2 separate regions of the Mus musculus genome follow, and region 2 is linked to region 1. Evidence: chromatin contacts called from public Hi-C data. All regions are on one chromosome and are shown on one strand. The core of a region is the stretch at or near the end of the contact, and the rest is flanking DNA. Distances in the headings are between cores, read along the strand shown.

Region 1 (5,777 bases), core at 1,301-3,800:
CTAGATATTTTCTTTATTTACATTTCCCCTTTCTGGTTTCCCCTCCAAAAACCCCATCCCCATCCCCATCCCATCCCCCATCCTCCCTGCTCACCAACCCTCCCACTCCCACTCCCACTTCCTGGACCTGGCAGTCACCTGCACTGGGGCATAGAGCCTTCACAGGACCAAGGGCCTCTCCTCCCATTGATGACCAACTAGGCCATCCTCTGCTACATATGCAGCTGGAGCCATGAGTCCCACCATGTCTTTGGTTAGTGATTTAGTCCCTGGGAACTATGAGGGTTCTGGTTAGTTCATATTGCTGTTCCTCCTATGGGGCTGCAAACCCCCTCAGCTCCTTGGGTACTTTCTCTAGCTCCTTCATTGGGGACCCTGTTCTCCATCTAATGGATAACTCTGAGCATCCACTTCTGTGTTAGTCAGGCACTAGTAGAGCCTCTCAGAAGACAGCTATATCAGGCTTCTGTCAGCAAGCTGTTGTTGGCATATGCAATAGTGTCTGGGTTTGGTGGTAGTTTATGGGATGGATCCCCAAGTGGGGCAGTTTTCGATTAGTCTTTCCTTCAGTCTCTGCTCCAAAATTTGTCTCTGTAACTCCTTCCATGGATATTTTGTTCCCCTTCTAGGAAGGATAGAAGTATCCACACTTTGGTCTTCCTTCTTTTTGAGTTTCATGTGCTTTGCAAATTGTATCTTGGGTATTCTGAGCTTCTGGGGTAATATCCAATTATCAGTGAGTGTATATCATGTGTGTTCTTTTGTGATTGGGTTGCCTCACTCAGGATGATACCCTCAAGATCCATCCATTTGCCTAAGAATTTCATGAATTCATTATTTTTAATAGCTGAATAGTACTCCATTGTGTAAATGTACCACATTTTCTGTATCCATTCCTCTGTTGAGGGACATCTGGGTTCTTTCCAGCTTCTGGCTATTATAAATAAGGCTGCTATGAACATAGTGGAGCATGTGTCCTTCTTACATGTTGGAGCATCTTCTGGATATATGCCTAGGAGTGGTATTGCTGAGTCCTCAGGTAGTACTATGTCCAATTTTCCGAGTAACTGTCAAACTAATTTCCAGAGTGGTTGTACCACCAACAATGGAGGAGTGTTCCTTTTTCTCCACATCCACGCCAGCATCTGCTGTCACCTGAGTTTTAGCCATTCTGACTGGTGTGAGGTGGAATCTCAGGATTGTTTTGATTTGCATTTCCCTGATGACTAAGGATGATGAACATTTCTTTAGGTGCTTCTCAGCCCTTTGGTATTCCTCAGGTGAGAATTCTTTGTTTAGCTCTGTACCCCATTTTTAATAGGGTTATTTGGTTCTCTGGAGTCTAACTTCTTGAGTTCTTGGTATATACAAACATTTTTTAACATTTTAAGTTTTATGAAAAATGTTTCATCTGCATGTATAAAATTGTTTCTATTTAACTCATGCCCTTTAATACATTTGGGCACCTCTTAAAATATCGGAGTGTATGCTGTACCACTGAGAAATACATAGGAGCCTTTCAGTGATGAGGCTGGACATTGGTTGCTGATAAGAGTCTTCCAGCTGAACATTGGTTTCTGTAGGATCTCTAGTCTGTTTTTGTCAGCCGGTTCCTGCAGTGCCCCTCCCCTGGTGACTTCTGCCTCTTGGCAGTCACTGGCTCATCTGACTTTGTCATTGCCATTGCATAGGACTGCCCTGTAGCACCAGCGGCTTTAGCAGAATGCAGTGGCTGGCATCACTGCAGTGAGGCTGTAAAGGTGGACACCCACTCCCGCTTGCTCTCATATTTTTCTCTGGCCACTTGATTTGGGAGCAGCTTAGAGAAAGCCACTCAGTCTTAGCCCTGTGATGGTGCGCCCCCCCCCCCCAACTGAGGAAAGAAGCCATCTCCTCTTTCTGAGGGTGTAGGAAAATGCTACTATTTATCAGTGATGTTATTTAAGCGTTGTGTTCTCTTGTCTGGAAATGTCTTAAATTAGTATGTTAATTTCTTGAATAGTTAATATGCAGAATTATTTAAGCATTTGGTTGTTTCTCTGAGTCGGTTTTTGCCTTTGGAGGATTGTGTCCATTTCATCCTTGCCCTCAATTTAATCATAATATTTTATTTTTGAAGCAAAATATGCCTTGATGTTTTTAAAGTGTGCCAGAACTGTCACTATGCCCTTTTCGTTCCCAATATTGATAATTTCCCGACGTCTTTGTTTAGCCAAAGGCATTGTTTTGTTTGTGTTTTCTAAGAAGTGAGCTTTAGCCTTGTTGCTCTCTCCTCTTCTCTGCTGTGTTCTTCTTTGGGCTTTATTGGGGGTTTGTTGTTGTTATTTTGCTAAGATTTGTTGAATAGCTGTATGTAATAAAGCACACATACCTGCAACATGATGAATTTTAATTTGCTGTACAAGCATGAAGCCAACCCCACAGTCAAATAATAAAGAGACGCGTGACCTCCAAAGGTTGGCTGCGTGCCTTTGAACCTATCCTCTCGTGGTTCCTCCACCCACATGCAGATAATCAGTGATTGGTGCGATGTCACAGAGTTTTGTTTTTATTTTGAGACATTGATAAAAGTACGGTGCTGCTCTTTACTGCTGAGTCATATGGCAGTCTGGGTTCGCCTTCACTCGCCCCTTTTTAACTGCTGGTAGATAGGAGAGGCATTTCTAGCACACAGCCAATTATTGTTGCCTCATACATCCATCTATCAGCGTTTACAAGTCCTTGTATTCCAGTACTTTCATTTTAAAGTATCAACAAGTGTAATATCTGGATTTTGAGTTAGATGTAAGTTAAACTGTTAATTTATTTTCCAAAGAAGTTGACCTTGGGCCTGCAAAACAGCTTGGTGGGTAAAGGCACTTGCCACCAAGGCTGACAACCTGGGTTTGATACCTGGACCCCACATGGTGAAGGAGAGAACTAACTCCAGAAGATTGCATTCTGACCTCCACTTGCTTCCTTCCCCAGCAAGAATATATTCCAACACACACATACACACACACACACACACACACACACAGAGAGAGAGAGAGAGAGAGAGAGAGAGAGAGAGAGAGAGAGAAACAAAACAAAACAAACACCAGAGTGGCTGTACCACTTTATATTCCCAGGAGCTACATGTGTACCGTACCCTTGTCAGCACCAGGTATGGTCCAGCTTTTTAATGTTGAGTATTCTTTGTATCATGCCATTTTATCTCCTGTTGGTTTAGTTGTGATCTATCTGGTTACTAAAGGTGTTGAGCATCTTCTCGTCAGCTTATTGAATATCTGTATCTTCTCTGGTAGAATGCTAGTTTACATGTCTTGATTCTTGAGTTGTTTGGAGTGTTGAGTCATGAGTGTTAAATGCCATGGTTTGTACTGTCCAGTATGATGGCCACTGAAATACTACAGATCCCGTTCCCCACTAGCTCCAGCCGCAGTTTAAGATCACGTGAAGATGTGAACCATTATTACCCATGATTCAATGCTGGTAGACTGTTTTCAGATCTCCATGGAGTTACCTGTATGCTAAGCTTTGCCCCAGTGCATGCCCTGTGAATTCTCCCCTCTAAACATAGAGCTGGTGATTTCCCCCAACAACACTGTCCTTGAAAGAGACAGATTGTAAATTTTAATGAAGTCCAGCTTAGTGCTTGTTTCTTTTTAAACCTTGTGCTGTATTCTGGTTTTTTATTATTAACATTTTTTATTTGTTTATTTTTATCTATTTATTTTTCTTTTAGGCTAAATGTAAGGTCAAGATAATCCTCTTGTGCCTTATTTTAGCAATGCTTACATTTAGAAATATGGTCTACTTTGGGTCATTTCTATGTATGATCTACAATGAAAGTCAGTATTCAAGTTTATTGCACGTAAAGAACCCTCTCCGTATTCAGTTCCCTTCCTTCTTGGTCACACAGTCATTTTGCTGTGTCCTGGACATACCTTCTTCTGTACTCAATACTATTCATGCCCAAATGACACTATCCCAGTAATAAGAGCTCTGAAACCTTTTCAAATCTAGGTGTGTGAGTCTCTCGGCTTCACTGTTATGGGGTTCCCCCCATATTTCTGGTTATTTCAGGCCCTAAAATCATCTATGTAAATGTGTTAATCTGATGATTGGCAATTCCAATAAGACTGGGCCTGAGACAATAGGAACAGCTTTTCACTGACAGTACTGTAGTCAAAAAATAACATTTTTATTTCACTTTTGAATGTGTGTTCTCTATATACAGAAATGTACTTGGCTTTTTATAGTGATCATATTCTAAAGTATTTCTACATTCACTTATTAGCTTGAGTAATTTTTTGTGGCTTCCGTGGAACTCTACGTAGACTGGGCCACCCATGAACATAACCCTGTGCTGCTTCCCTCTGATGTGAACGTTCTCTGTCTCTTCCTCAGATTCTGATTTCTCTAGTCAGGATCTGCAGTACAGCAGAGAGACTGGTATCAGCAGGTATCTCCCCAGAAGTAAAGGAGAGAGAGCAAGCTTGCCTTCCCTTCCTAAAATGGATTCTGATGAATATTATGTCCTATCAAATACATTTTAAGCATCACCATAAGAATGATCATTTAATTTTTCCTTTTGTTACTATGCAGGTTACATTGACCTCATGTGAAAGCAACCTTATATTCTTGAGCAAAGCCTACTATATATCATGATATGAAGCCATTTTATGACTTATTGTTGAATTCAGTTTGAAGGGTCTTTTTAGTGTCTCTCGGCCTATATTTCTAAAAGATAATTGGCCTGGTATTTTGTTTGTTTTCTTTTCTTGTTTTGTTACCTGTAGTGTCTTTGGCTTTGATACTACTTTGATATTTTGTGAATAACTTGGGAAATATTCTTTCCTTCTTTCGTTTTCTGGAAGAGTTTGTGTAGAAGGTAGTGCTCTCTCAAATGTTTGACTTCACCTTTGAAGCTGCTTGGGTCTGCAAGTCTAGTTTATGTGTATGTGTGGCATGGATGTCTGTGATGGTGTTAAGTTTATGTACTAAGGATATTTGTTATCATTCCTTTTTCAGTAAGCTGTGGTGTGTTATATTAAGGATTTTTTTTCTGTCTCCTTTAAGTTGTCTGTTACATAGCCCTGTATTTCCTCATAATATTGTCTAATCATTTATCTTTGAAATCTATAGTCATACTCTTATAAAAAGTTAATGCTGAGTTATTTTGATTATTTTATTTATAAGGTATACTTCATATACATTGATTATGAAAGTGCTACCTGAATTTTTCTTAATCTGTACCCTGTCTTCAGGTAATGTTTGCAGATGATAATGGCAGTAAGAAGTAAAATTCACTAAATTTGCAAACTCCCTTCGTTGTCTTTTACAGGCCTTTTTCAGTTAAATTCTGAGTATGAGCTTCTTGTCATACTGATGATTTTATCCCAGGGTTTGCAGCCTAACATCTTGGATAAACATGTGTTTTCCGTTTATTGTATAAAACTGAGTTTAGGATTATGTTTGTGCACCTGGGCTCTGAAATGGACTAATTCTTTTTGAACTTGGGACTCGTCTGGTTTTTATTAAAAGAAAAAGAGATGAAGAGGGGAGAGTGAGAAGAAGGTCAAGTCTGTGTCTTGACCTCCAGCAAACACTGGGAAGATGGGCTAACTTTGTAGTGGGAAGGCTGTGTTGTAGCAGTGCTCCCTGACACATCTGTGCTTCTGAACATCACAGATCTGAGGCATATGTCCAGTATAATCTCCAATCTAAAAACCGTCTTATAGACAATGTGGTATACGTTTATGCCATATCACTTTGGGGATCACATTAATGTC
Region 2 (5,779 bases), core at 1,466-3,965, 300 kb after region 1:
AGCATCACATGGAACCAGGTGGTGGCACACATCCATAGATCCAGCACCTATGAGGTGGATCTTGAAGAACAGAAGTTCAAGGTCACCCTTAACTACACAGTAAGGCAAGGATGCCCACTGTTGAAAGTTCTGATGTGTATGGCTTTAGAGCCATGATGGTTGTAAAACCAATCAGCCTGTGCATGGTTGCTGCGGTTCTTAGAGAACCCTCTAGCACCTGCCTCAGCTGTTCTTACTTCCACGGTCGACTAGGAGAGTTTCAAAGGTGAACTTTAAGAAGAGATAGAAAGGGTATCAGGTTAGCAGCTGAGTCCCGCCAAGCCCCACCCCCAAACCCCCTAGCTTTGAAACCTCTGAGCATGCTGCCCTCGCCCCACCTCGCTTACCCATGTGCCCCTCTGCACTCCAATTTCCTAACCTCTTGATGTCTCTTTCAAAAGGTGGGGACCCAAACTGTATGCACTGTTCCAGATGCGTTCTTGCCAAAGCAGCATAAAGCAGATGTAACGGGATGGCACCTCCCTCCTCATGAGGTAAGCAAAGCTGGCAGCTGCTGCTGGCATGATCCCATGCTCCCAGGAGACATGCACAGATCCTGGAGGGGGGGGACCCCTAGAACCGATGTCTGCTCACCTGCTGACCAGAGCCTTTAGTTGCGGTCAAGCTGAAGGAGCTGAGCCAGCCCGTGCTATAGCGTCCCGTCCTGCGTCATCTTGACCTTCTTGATAGTCCGCGTCCGCCAGGCTCTTCACCAGTCAAGGACACCATCCTCCGATAAATCACTCCGCTGTCAGCTCGAGTTTATGAAAGTGAGATTTTTATCCGTGACTATGGTCAAGTGATTATTGTAAGTGCTATTTTAGCTAGGATGGTCTCTTGTTGTATTTTGGAAGACTCTCTGGATTCGTGAGAAAGGGGTATTAAGAGTGCTCCCTCGCACGGGACACTTCCGATTTCCCAGGGTAAGAAAGTCATCCAGCTGTGTTGTACATGCGTGCTGAGTGAGAAGGTCAAAGAACTGGTTCATAAGCTTTATTAATAAAGTTATTGTGTGCCTCCCTCAGTCTGGCTGTATTTAAAAATCACTTTAACGTGCTCACCATGATGACAGATGGTTAGAAAATTCCTTAGTTCTAAATGAAACCGCAGCACTTCAGTTCCTCTTAGAGACTGAAGGGTGCGGGTTGAGGTCTCCCAAATGTTCTGGGAGAGTTTTCAAAACATTTCCCCACCTGGTTATACATGGACATACATGCAGCGATGCTTGAAGACATGGCGTAGGCTCCGTCATGGCAGCGTGTCCTTTACAGTTCTGTCATGTGAAGGAACGGGTATTACCTCCACTTACGAGGGGAGGACGTTTAGAAATGACTTCTTTAGCCTCGAGTTTTAGATTCTATGAAGTGAGGTGCAAGTCACACTAGACTCCCAGACACTTCCTTTTTTAATTAATTAATTAATTTTTATTAGATATTTTCTTTATATACATTTCAAATGCTATCTCAAAAGTCCCCCATACCCTCCCCCCCCCTCATACCCACCCGTTCCCACTTCTTGGCCCTGGCATTCCCCTGTACTGGGGCATATAAAGTTTGCAAGACCAAGGGGCCTCTCTTCCCTGTGATGGCCATCCCAGACCCTTCTTGACGCCACTGAAACTGTCATAGTTGGAAAGTTAACTTGAAGGCTGCAGGACCCCCATCTGCGTCTGCTTTCACTCATTCAGAAATGGGTGTGGCCTACCGTTAATTCATAGAATTTGGCTGTTCTTATTCCTGCTATTTGAACAAAAATCTCTGCTGGAAACACATCCTTAGCATTCATGGATTGCTACAGACACCATTCTCTGCAACTTTTTTTTCCAGTACAGAAATTCATTTACCCTATTTTGTTTGATTGGTAAAAACCCCAGATTAGAATAGGCTGGCTGCCCTGCTACTGTCTCAGTGACTTTCACCTGCTGAGAATGTGCCCTTCAAGGTGATGCCTTTGAGGGAGGCTGTCACCAAGCTATTGTTGTCAAAAGAAGAGAAAAGGTGTCTGTGTGACTCACCAGAGCCACCAGGCTCAAGTGACAGGTTTTGAATTATCCAGAGATGAATTCATGAAGGGACCGAGGGAGCTGGCAGTTGCCGCCTTTCAGGCTGAAATGTCATATAGTTGGAAGGGCTGCGGCCTCCGCAGTCTGTTGTTAGTGGAACAGGACTCAGTTGTCCCTTTAGCCTCGGCTCTTCCATCTTTAGGGCTTCCCTCCAAAACTGGCATCCAGCCTGCCTGTGGGATTCTGTTGGCAAGAATTTACAGGTGACATCCATAGCCACAAAACAGAAACCAGCTGGCTGCTTTGCTGAGTGATGGAGCCCCCTACAGTCTCAGGACCAGATTATAGCCATGTGACTGATGGGGCTGCTGGCTCAGTGCGTCAGTGTGGATCACACAGCTTCTCGTTCTCAACATTCAGGCCTTAGGTTCTCTGCACAAGGTCTCTCTGGGTGGGGTCCTTGAAGTAGGAAGTGACCTGAGGTGTGTGCCGCACGGAGCTAGTGTCAGCAGATGTGCCCACTCCTCGGGTTCTCCTCCCTACCCTCTCCTTCATAGCAGAAATGCCTGTGACTGTGACTTCACTTCCATCACGTGATTCTGGGGCCAGAATGTCCCCAAGCCTGTGGTTGATTTCTTTTGAGGCCCTGAACAGTTCCAGCCCAGCTGAGGCCCAGCTGAGTCAGAGAGCAGCCTGTGCCCCCTGGCCTCTTCTCAGCTGCGTTCCACCCCCCTGCACAGCCCCTGAACATTTCCAGAGTGCTAAACAAGAACTCTCAAGGCCGTGCCCTTGGCAACCCGTCCTGGTACTATTTAAGTTGAAGTTTCTTCTTTCTCCCTGACTGTCCTGTCCTCTTTCTGTGCAGGTCCCAGGTGGCTGACCCACGGTGGGCTTTAGACTAAGATGGACTGAGACAGCCCTGAGTCTTGAACACACACACACTCTGCTATCTTCATCAACCAGGGCGCTTGCTGATGCTTCTTCCCTCGCCTGTTTGTTATGGGTTTCGCTCTTCCTGCTCCTGCCTTCCTGTACTTCTTCACTGCCTTTCCTAGAGTCAGACCTCAGGAGATGGACCGGGACTTGGGATGTCTGCAGCCCTGTAGTCCTGAGTCAACATCTGCTAAGCTTGGCTTTGAGATACCACTTTCTCGAACATGCTGGCAGGCATAAGCCTCTGGAAAGCCCCTGGGCTGCCCCTCCCCCAACACCTTTTTCTGCATGATTAATTAGCTCATAAGATGGACTATATGGGAAGAATTTTCAAGACTTTACAACTTTCTTTTTTTAAAAAAATGTATGCGACTTAGAGAACAAACTTGGTGGCGTGAACCCCCTTCCATGTGTATTCCTGTGGAATCTGCAGAAATCGATGTGACATACGGCTCCCATCTGGGCTGTTTGTATAATTGTATATACATATAGCAATAAATATATTCTAATGTCATCTGGAGCCTGGGTTTGCAGTTCTCTCTGCACCCCGTGGCAGGCAGTGGCTATAACCCTCGCTAACAGGTCCTCTCGACCACTAGGACCTCCTTGCTTTGTCTCAGTTTCTTGTCTTCTCCAGTTGCACTAAGTGTTATTAAGATGACGCAGGTCAGGGTTTGGAGAAGGGTGAGGAGGGCTCAGGGCAGAGCTGGGATGTGAGGCGGCATTAGTAATTCATGCAGTGGCACCCGGCCTGGCTGAGGGAGGTTTGAATGTACGAGGACTGAAGCATTGGGTGACAGTTTGCAATGTGACTCAGCAGTCTGACATTAGGGTGACTGTTCAGGTAGCTGAGTCACATTGCAAACTGTCACCTTAGGAAAGTGTTGTGCCTGCAAAGAATGTGTCAGGTACTTGCCAGGCACAGAGGTAAACTTTAAAGAGTTTTCATAAAAATACATACAAGCTCTGTCACAATAGATGTTTTTTTCATTGATCAGAGAGGTTTTCAGGGTATGAGAGCTATACAGAGGGCACATGATCAGACAGCCCTTTATCAACAGCACTGTTTATCTACTATCGAGGAGTGTTTATTCACACTGTCCTCTCTTGCACTTAAAGACCTTTGATATCAGCATTTTTTATAACTTAAAAGATAATCATGTGCTTTGCTGTAGTGGTGATAGCTTATCGAATTTCTCAGTAGGCCTCTCCTTGGCCACACACAGAAATTGGCAAACAACTAGATTGGAACATACTGTGGTGAGGGAGGGTTTGGGAGTACTGGGAAGGCCACTTTTTGTGTATATAAATAAATAAATAAATAAATAAGGACCAGAAGCCCGTCGGACTCATTAGGCTGTGAGCTACTGACCACGGCCATGCTGTATCAACGCCACTCTTAATTCCATTTCTTAGCAGACCCTCCAGAGACTCCAGTCTTCTGCTCAAGAGAGAGCCTGCCAGCCACAACCAATGCTGCTTTTCTGGACAGATCCTTCCTGGCTGGGGCTAGTGACTGACACAGGCAGAAGCCACTGGAAACGATATGCTGCGGTAGGGGATGGGTAGTGCTTTGGGAGACTGCCTGGAAGCAGAGGCTGAGGAGGCTTAACGATTTCCTCAGCAGGTGAGAAGCCTGGAGCTGCAGTGTGTGATCTGCTGTAAATTAGTGGGGATCGGGGCTTGAACCTTGAAGCAGTTGCTCCAGCCAGGGACCTTACTCTTCTGCTGTAGACTAGGGTGTTTGAAATGAAGGAATGAACCATATACCTCCATTTCTACACCTAATTTCTGTTTGTAATATGTCTTGGAAAAGGGAAAGAAGTCACCGGCTTTTACTATTAAACAGAAGGTGACTGGACAGCACAGATAGGCCACCGAGGCAGGAGGATTAAGAGTGTTGTGTTCAGTGCTCACCAAGCCCAGCACCCTACACAGAGGCATAACACAGCAGGCCCTCTGCCCACGCTGCTTTTATGACTCTTCTCATATCACTGGACAGATGGACTGGAAGTTGATGGCTCAGAACCCCAAAGCCCACAGTGTTGCCATGGGAGAGAGAGAAGACAACATCTTCCAGGTGCCAACATCCTCACATGCTCCCTGAAGGAACACATGGCTAGGGAGGTTTCCCTCCTCCCCAGAGAACCCGTACATAAGATGAGCACTCTGGCCCTGGCTCAAGATGCATTCTGCATTCCTTCCCGGGAAGATGCAGGCGTTGACTGCAGAGTTTGTGGACAACACTGTTTCTCATGTTTTCTTTTGGGGGAGCTGGCTGTCTGCAGAAAGTCTAGTTTCCCCCACTTGGAGGGGGGGGGTCTGCCTTTTTGGAATTCAGTGGTAGACAGGAGGTTGAGCTACCCCAGCTAGATCTGCATTCTCCAGCAAGGAGCTTCTGCCAGGTGCACTGTAATTCTCACCCCCACCTATGCAATCTCCTGCTTCGTTGCTCTTGTCCTGTGTCTCTCATTTAATGTACATCTGACTCACCTGGAAGGTTTGCTAAGAAACTTGCTGGAATCCTTTCTCGGACTTTGTGGTAGAGCAGACAGACCACAGCCCTGCCTCAAGCATCTCCATTGCTATCACATTCCTGGGTGAGACCAAGGCTCCTTCCCTAGGAACCACACTCGAGACCTAGAAGCACTTGTTTGGAGGGACGAGTTGTATTTATTGTTCTCCTCAGACATTGCAAGAACCAAATGTTCTCCAGGCTGAGTCAGCAGGGTGGCATTTGCTAAACAGGGGCCAGTGAACATTCCTTGGCCAGCATGAGTAATTCTTACAAATCAATATCCTCTT

The links. Hi-C and Micro-C count contacts between places; a contact is called where the count stands out from the background.
Region 2: a contact with region 1 is called in a Hi-C map of cumulus cells, with 3 times the contacts expected there. The contact joins two enhancer-like sites. A contact is called at or near these places in 8 of 484 Hi-C or Micro-C datasets (adipose-derived mesenchymal stem cells, cumulus cells, double positive thymocytes and 4 more).

What each region holds. Positions count from the first base shown.
Region 1 is chr9:51,796,786-51,802,562 of GRCm38.p6, forward strand. All of the region lies in intron 2 of Arhgap20 (Rho GTPase activating protein 20), which reads left to right. Among named protein-coding and RNA genes, the nearest start is that of Gm40520, 34 kb to the left of the region's middle. Within about 2 kb of position 2,551, at least 9 of the 459 cell types and tissues checked have an H3K27ac peak or open chromatin away from gene starts, as enhancers often do. A contact at or near this core is called in granulosa cells, where this site is marked.
Region 2 is chr9:52,099,931-52,105,709 of GRCm38.p6, forward strand. No RefSeq gene overlaps it. Among named protein-coding and RNA genes, the nearest start is that of Mir6244, 13 kb to the right of the region's middle. Within about 2 kb of position 2,716, at least 54 of the 459 cell types and tissues checked have an H3K27ac peak or open chromatin away from gene starts, as enhancers often do. A contact at or near this core is called in granulosa cells, where this site is marked.